Regions from separate parts of the Mus musculus genome. Here region 1 is linked to region 2. A link is a contact called in public Micro-C data. All regions are on one chromosome and are shown on one strand. Each heading gives the region's core, a stretch centred on a gene start, on an enhancer-like site or on the middle of the called end of the contact. The rest is flanking DNA. Distances are from core to core; before and after follow the strand shown. Region 1 has its middle 150 kb from the start of Gm46300. Region 2 overlaps Gm11682 (predicted gene 11682).

Region 1 (3,842 bases), core at 818-3,317, 160 kb before region 2:
GGTTAAGCATTGCCTTGTTTACATTCTTTAAGTGAGACTGCTTTATAAAAAAAATAAAATGCTCCAAGATTAAAATAGAGCAGAGAAGTTAAAAGTACTTTGATATCTTTTAAATGCTAACTACCTCATGAGGGTGCAGTTCCCACCCCCAACTACTATACTACTAGTGCATGATCCCCCTTGATACCAACAATATTGTGATGAAACATTCCAACCCAAAGAAAAATAAGGATAACAACGCTTAATTTCAACTTGCATTTCTACATCCATCACTGAGGAAAGTCAGGGCAGTAACTCAACACAGGAACCTTATAGTGGAAACTGAAGTAAAGGCTATAGAGAAAAATGCTTCCTGGCTTTCTTCCAGGCTCACCCACCTAGGACTACTTCTGCCTACCATGGACAGGGCTTTCTAACATCAACAAGGAATCAAGAAAATGCACAAGATTCCCAAAGATATGCCCACAAGCCAAGCCAATCTGATAGAGGCAATCTTCAACTGAGGTACCATCTTCTCAACAACCAAGATTAGCCATAGATTAGCCATTATCTTTCTTAATCTTCTCTCTCCCCTCTCCCCTCTCCCCTCTCCCCTCTTCCCTCTCCCCTCTCCCCTCTCCCCTCTCTCCTCTTCCCTCTCTCCTCTCTCTCTTTCTCTCTCTCTCTCTCTCTCTCTCTCTCTCACACACACACACACACACACACACACACACTATGCCCCTTCTATCAGTTTTTATTTTCAAATCACTACCATGTCCTCAAACTCTCCCTTGGCATGGAAAATGAACAAAAATGTCAAAAGACATCCCTGAATGCTTACGTTTAAAAAGTTTTAATGCAACTTTCCATAAGTTTTGTCAGGGTTAATTGCTCCGATATCAACATCTCCTTACTAAACCCCTCCCTGCCAAAACAAAGGGAAAAGACTATAAAAAAGTAAGACTATCAATCCTATGAAAAATATATGTAATCCTAGAAAGTTGCCTTTTTTTTAATTTATCTAATCTAAATTCTTGAAAGTAGATCTTGAGGTTATTGAGAAGTTTATATTTTGAGGTGGGACCCTAGCTAGTACATTTCATTCTTTATGAGTAAACTTTGTATAGGAAAAACTCTACTTAAAGATCTCACCTTTAATCCTTTGTCTTGATTTGAGATCCAGTTACCTCCAGCTTCTCTCCACTGACTTCTTTTGAATTGTCTAGCTTCTACAAAATTTAAACTGCCCAAGCTATCTTAATTCCTGGGCTAGCACTTGCCATTTGTAATGACCCATCACCCTACATTTTCCTTAAGCTTACCTCTCTCTCTGCACCCGCATGAATAAGGTTTGAATTAAGATGATTAAGCCACTACTTTTGCTCCTTGCAGGGCTATTCCAAGATGCTTTGTGCATTACAGCCCAGGATGCTATGATATCCGAGATGTTTTTTCCTCTTCCAATCTTGGCCAAGTACTTTAAAATGAACAGAGAACTTTGTAAGGAAAGGAAGAAAGAAAGAAAGAAAGAAAGAAAGAAAGAAAGAAAGAAAGAAAGAAAGAAAGAAAGAAAGAAAGAAAGAACAACAACTATGGTTCCAAGAGTGGGTGAACATTCCAGAGAGGTTCTTGTTCCCCCCCCCCAAACAGGTCTGCCCATCCCTACAAATAGCATTCTTGTATGAATAGTCCCGAGGTGAGTCACAAAACAACAAAGAAAACACAGTTTCTCAACGTGACAAAGGAAGGTTCTTTTTTTTTAATTTGAATTTGCATGCAGTTTATATTTTTAAACAGGAACTAGAAGAAAGGGGTTCCACTTTCAGTGAGCATATCCAGTCATGAGTTGCACTCTTTGCCCAGTTCCCTCAGTGGTGAAAATTTGGAATGGGTGACTATGACTCAATTTTGCTTCCTTTCATCTCACGGATTCTTCCATCCATTGTTTCCAGCATGCCAATGCACAAATTGTGTGCCAGCGTTGCTTCCAAACTTTAGTTCTAACCACACCACGCCACACTACTGAACCCTCCCCATCTTGTGATGTCCAAGTTTCCAGCATTTCCAAATTCTTCACAACCCTCTGTCACTCTCCACTCGGATTGTAGCCTCTATTAGCCCCTTGCATGACACCGCCTCAGCTAGCCTTCCCTGTGTCTCCTCTCTTTTGCCTAAAACAATATTTTTTTTATGAAATGCCACATTCCTTTTGCCTTTGATAACCAAGTGTTCTCCATGACTATAAATAGCTTTTCTCAACTTCACCTAGAGTCATTCTTAGAGGAATGGCTTTGCAATTGATTGCTGTATTTCTCACACCATTCACCTTTATCCAAAGTATACCAACATGTGTAGGCTTACCATAATGTCTGAATTAGTCTGAATCACCTTGGTCCCGTCATTGTCAGCTTCATGATAATTATCTTTCTCAGGTAGGGGATGGAGAAAACTCATATTGTATACTTTTTTTTCCATTCTACTGCCAGAAAGAACATGCCCCAAACATATTTGACACTGGTGTCACAGGAGAGAATGGGAAGGTCATCCTGAAGCTGTTAGGATGTGTATGTGGAAGAAGGAAAGTGAAGTGATAAGCAGGGGAAGAAGAAGCTAGCTTGAAAAGAATATGGCAAGAAAATTACTAACTCCCAAATTATCATAATTTCCAGCTAAGTGATCTACCCAAGAGCTGCAAGATGAAGCAGAATATTTCTCAACACTTATACACAGGGGTATAAGGCACAGGGACCCATTAATGCATAGAGATGCTGCAGGATAGAGGAGTATGGCAAGGGCTACCCTAACGGAAAATTTAAAGATGCTTCGCAGATTGTGCTGGGGTGAGTGAGTTTAGATTGATGTAAGTGTCCTTTCGATCTGTATCAATACAGGGTGAAACATCCTATGTAAAATAGAAGATTGAGACCAGCTTTAAAACTAAGACACATAGTGCACAGAAAGATGAGGACATGAGTAATGGGTACTTTTTAGTTAAGGGCTTCATGTCCCTACACTTCCACTCGTTCATTTGCAAAATGGAAGGGCTCCTGTTTACCTTTCCCTTGGTTGAATTGTTTTTAGCTCAGATGACGATGACAGCGAGGCCATGAGGAGCTGATGAAAGCCGGAAGATGAATCGCTGTTGTTGCTATGACTTCCTCTATTTGGAACCAAAAGTTTCCATGAGTTCAGCCTGGAAGTGAACACAGCATCGGGCCCTGTTGTGTAAAGCCTAGAAGGACCATCATCTTGGAAATTATTTTTAAAGCTACTGTGTGGAGATTGGCTAAAAGGCTTGAAACTTCTGAGACAGCTAAAGTTACCACCACTAAAAAAAAAAAATCTCCCTTGTACTATGAAATAATTCATTTCAGTCCTCACAATTCATCAATCTACACATATTCAGATATGGGCTTTTCAAGACAAAGGGGTTAATCAACCTACCCAAAGCCATGATGGTTATTTTACACCCAGACTACCCAATGCCAAAGAGGATAACATTCCCAATAATTCATTAAAACTTCATTATTTATCATATATTATATTATATTATATTATATTATATTATATTATATTATATATTATTGATGATTTTTATCACTTACCATTATTATTTCCCAAACTTGCCTGAAACTTGACAGGTAGCCAAAGCAGCCAAGGGTAACCTTGAAGACTCTTGTGCTTCTACCTCCTGACTTTTGGAATTACAGGTGTGTTGTCACACCACAGTCAACAAAATCAATTGTTATTTTAACAGAATTTTTAGAAACATGATACACATAAGTGAAACTGGTCTTTTGAAGAAATGAAAAGAGCTTACGTACTTCCTCTGTTAACCCCAGAGTGCCCGTGTCCAACATTGG
Region 2 (4,183 bases), core at 33-2,532:
AGGAGCTGAGGGGGTTTGCAGCCCCATGGAGGGAGCAACAGTGTCAACCGGCCAAACCCCCTACAGCTGGAGGGGGGTGGGGACTGGACCACCAAGCAAAGAGTACACATGGAGGGACCCATGGTTCCAGCAGCATATGTGGCAGAGGATGGCCTTGTTGGACATCAGTGGGAGGAGTGGCCCTTGGGCCTGAGGGTGTTCAATGCCCCAATGTAGGAGAATGCCAGGGAGGGAAGACAAAAGTGGATAGGTGGGTGGGTGGGTGGGAGAGCACCCTCATAGAGGCAGTTGGGGGGGGGGGGAGATGGGATAGGGGGGTTCCAAAGAGGAGACCTGGAAAGGAGAAAATATTTGAAATGTAAACAAAGAAACTATCCAATAGAAAGAAAAGAAAAGAAAGGAAAAGAAAAGAAAAGTAAAGAAAAGAAAAGAAAAGAAAAGAAAGAAAAAAGAGGGGAGGGGAGGGGAGGGGAGGGGAGGGGAGGGGAGGGGAGGGAAGGGAAGGGAAGGGAAGGGAAGGGAAGGGAAGGGAAAGAGAGAGAGAAGAGAAGAGAAGAGAAGAGAAGAGAAGAGAAGAGAAGAGAAAGAAAAAACTCATGCTGGATATGAAGATTAAATGAAATCACCCAACTAGTCACTAAGAAATAATGACTGAGACTATCCCATGCCAATCAGTTATTGTAACAGTTTTATGGCTGCCATGTTTGCTGAAGTCTTATCTTAAGGAAGACATTGAGCTAAGTAGGTGGTGAACTAATTACTTCAGTTGACGTAAAAACAGCCTATTGCATCCTTCCCGGCTTCCCTGTGAACAGCTAAGTCACCTAAGAGATAAAGAGACACTCAAGACTGTGCATCCCACAGCCAGAACGTCCGACAGAAGTGTCTAAGTCGTCCAGTACCCTGGACTCTATCAGCACTTTTGTAATACTTCCTCTTTAAAAGTGTCCCGTAGCCATGATTCGTGAGCAACTGCAGCGTCTTACTCAAGTCTGTTTCCTGTTTTTCAAACGTTAAATCTGATTGACTTGACCCTGTTATTATTTTCCAGTAAATATACTGAAATTCTAACGGGAGGAGGAAGAAGAGGGGCTCAAAATTTGATCCACTAGAAAATAGAATGATAAATATCAGGTTTGTGCCCTCCTTGGGTATAGATCCCTAGTGGTCTTTCTTTTAAAATTTTATTTTTATTTTGCGAGCGTGACTGGTTTTCTGCATGCATTGTAGGTGTACCAAGCACACACTCCTGGTTCCAGAGGAAGCCAGAAGAGGATATCAGACCCTCCCAAACTGGAGTTCTAGATATTTGTGAGCCTCCACGTGAATGCTAGGAATAGAGTCTGAAAGGCTAGTTAATGCAAGCAACCACTGGCCATACCTCTAGCCCTCACTATTTCTTCTAAAGACACTTGAAAAGCTCGTGTCTCCTAGACTCAGTTGCCTTAGGATACAAAGCGCGTGCGCGCACACACCCCAACCAGACCCACTGTTTGGCTAGAAATGCCCGCGTTTAAGGATGGCTCACGGGTCTTTCATTTGCCTTCTTAGCCTGACTTTACCTAGGAAATTTCTTGCCCTTGCCGCGACACATAGAGAATCCAGTGTGTTTTGCTGCCCCCTTGTGGTCACTTTAAATCGGACGGAAATTTTCCAATTGAAACACCTCCTAGTCAACACACTCTGTTCAACGTTATCACTGATGGAAAATGTGTATATGCACGACCACACGATCACACTGAGCACTGTAATGCTCAAATAATTTCATAAGACTAAACTCTTAACTGCATTTGAAAGAGGCTTTCTGATGGAAACTCCCAAACTAAAATGACGCTTCATTTCTCCAAAATGTAGTATCATATATGCCAGTAACCTCAAAGAATAACGAGTTTGTCACGTTGTCCACATAAATATGGCCTTATTTGGAAAACGGAGAATTTTAAATATTTCGTTGTGTTCCCTGCTATTTAAGAGGATTCAGATGGCATAGACGTGCTGAATAAACAGTTAAGATAGTCTGCCTTTAGAAAGGAAGAGGCCGACTATGAGAATCTAGGCGTCAGTTTAAAAGAGCTCATTTCTCAGCACTGAGGAAATGTTAGCGTTTGCGACTGTAACTGAGAAATTGATCGGGGGAGGGGAAGAAGAGCCAAAAAAGAATAAAACTACTACTAATTATGTGAATTGATCAAAATACACATGGAAATTTCCACGAAATTTCTATTTTTTTTAACTAGGAAGTTTAAAATAAAGTCAATGAATTTAAATGGTTTCCCAGCCTCCGTTGTGCAAGCAATTAAGGCTTATTCACATCCAAACCACTCCTAAACCGTACACAACATTAATACAAAAGTTTCCCAAAACTATGACAAACATAAACATTTTAAGAGATAAATATGAAACAATAATAAATATTTGAAAATACATCCTGGTTTTCCAGGGTTCTTTTTTTTTTTAATCCTCTTTTATCACATTTTACTCTTTGCAGCCCTGGAGAATTGGGTAGCTAAGTGATTATGAGCTCCGGCTGCTTTTGCAGAGGACTCAGAGCCTAGCTGGTGGTTTATAAACAACTCTATTTCCAGCCCAGGGGGATCTGAAGCCCTCTTCTGGCCTCTTTGGGAACTTCATGCACATGGTGCACAAATACACATGCAAACCAAAATATCCACACACATAGAATAAAAATAAATCTTTTTAAACTTCTAACTCTTCGCTACCCTCACTTACATCAGCATATTATATTGCCTTTGGTATAGCATAACCATTTATAAAGTACATATATTGCTTATAACAAATTATATATTATTATATATAGCAAATAGTGATACATTAGCATATATAATATAAGCCCTTTGTGAACCGTATTAATATATTTATTATAAGATACAACCTTATATAATATGAATAGTCAATATAAATTTTTACTGCATTATGTAATGCAAGTATTTTATAAAATGATTCCTGTTATATATTAACATATTAAGTATGTATGAAACATTAAATTTATTACGTGTTAATATACTATGTGAACATACAATACAAAATAGTATAGGAACATAAGTACAGTGATTATTTAGATGGTGAGTAGAAATCTATTACTTTGTGGAGAAGTTGCTGAGGATGTTTATATGTTATTAGGCCATAAATATTCAGTTATGTAATCTGTATACATGACAGAACATATTAATAAAATGTATAAGTAGTAAAAAGTCACAGATTTGAGCCTTTTAAATGAATTCCAATATCTTACCCCAAAAGGTTCGCTAAGAAAACAGCCATTCATACAAACTACACAATTTTCACTTAACTTTGTGAGGCCATAGCCCCTTTGAAGCCAGAGATGAGTCAAAAGACAGTGGTAGCCCCCCTGGTCTGAATGATCCGCGTAGCTGTGTACTCAACACCAGCCAGAACCCTGAGGGAATGGGCATAGGGGCACCAACGCCGTTGACGCATATAGCTCAGTGATTGCCACGTAACAGAGCATGCGCAAAGCTGCTGTAAAAGGGCATGCACAAAGCTGAGGACCTGCAAGAGGGCCTGCGGAAAGCTGAGGACCAGCAAAGTGATTCTTTGGATAATGAATTTGAATATTCATTGTTGTTTGACGTGAAGACAGTCCTCCTTATTCATAGGTCGGGGAAAATGGTGCATACAACTATTCCACTGTATTTATAATTGCTGGCAACGCTGCCTACGGATGCGCTACGCTCGCAGTAAGAGATTTCAATATAAGGACAGCTTACGAATGACAATTTTACAATCTGACGTGGAAGGAGCTGTGTGAAAAACAAGATCTAGAGGCAGCTATCCATCTCCTATGAATTCAGTCATTTCTTTCATCAAAACATGATCCGCTGAGTGGCTGGGGGTGTGGGGGGACGCTTTGCCAAAGGGGCTGAATTGCTAGCAAAGGGAGAGATTATCAACCATCTATGTGCAACAGACCTGGACCTTGGAAATATAACGAGAAGAGCCGAAGCACAGGAAATCAGGCAGTTGTTTCTGGAGCCTCGAGAAAAGGTCACATAAACCGCCATTTCGCCGTGGAATTTTTGCTGACATAGGAAAGTTAATGCAGAGCCCGTTATGTTTGCCCCTGTGAAGAAAGTGGAAATTCATGTTACAGTATTATATATCATAAAATATTTCCATCTGCTTCTGAACTTTCCATAGGAGA

Evidence for each region. Hi-C and Micro-C count contacts between places; a contact is called where the count stands out from the background.
Region 1: a contact with region 2 is called in a Micro-C map of macrophages, with 7 times the contacts expected there. The contact joins two enhancer-like sites. A contact is called at or near these places in 3 of 484 Hi-C or Micro-C datasets (bone marrow-derived macrophages, macrophages and nephron progenitors).

What each region holds. Positions count from the first base shown.
Region 1 is chr11:110,696,531-110,700,372 of GRCm38.p6, reverse strand. No RefSeq gene overlaps it. Among named protein-coding and RNA genes, the nearest start is that of Gm46300, 150 kb to the right of the region's middle. Within about 2 kb of position 2,067, at least 36 of the 459 cell types and tissues checked have an H3K27ac peak or open chromatin away from gene starts, as enhancers often do. A contact at or near this core is called in bone marrow-derived macrophages and macrophages, where this site is marked.
Region 2 is chr11:110,535,155-110,539,337 of GRCm38.p6, reverse strand. Gm11682 (predicted gene 11682) reads right to left here. Exons shown (of 5, transcript NR_166811.1): 2 at 3,952-4,102. Among named protein-coding and RNA genes, the nearest start is that of Gm11682, 3.5 kb to the right of the region's middle. Within about 2 kb of position 1,282, at least 40 of the 459 cell types and tissues checked have an H3K27ac peak or open chromatin away from gene starts, as enhancers often do. A contact at or near this core is called in bone marrow-derived macrophages and macrophages, where this site is marked.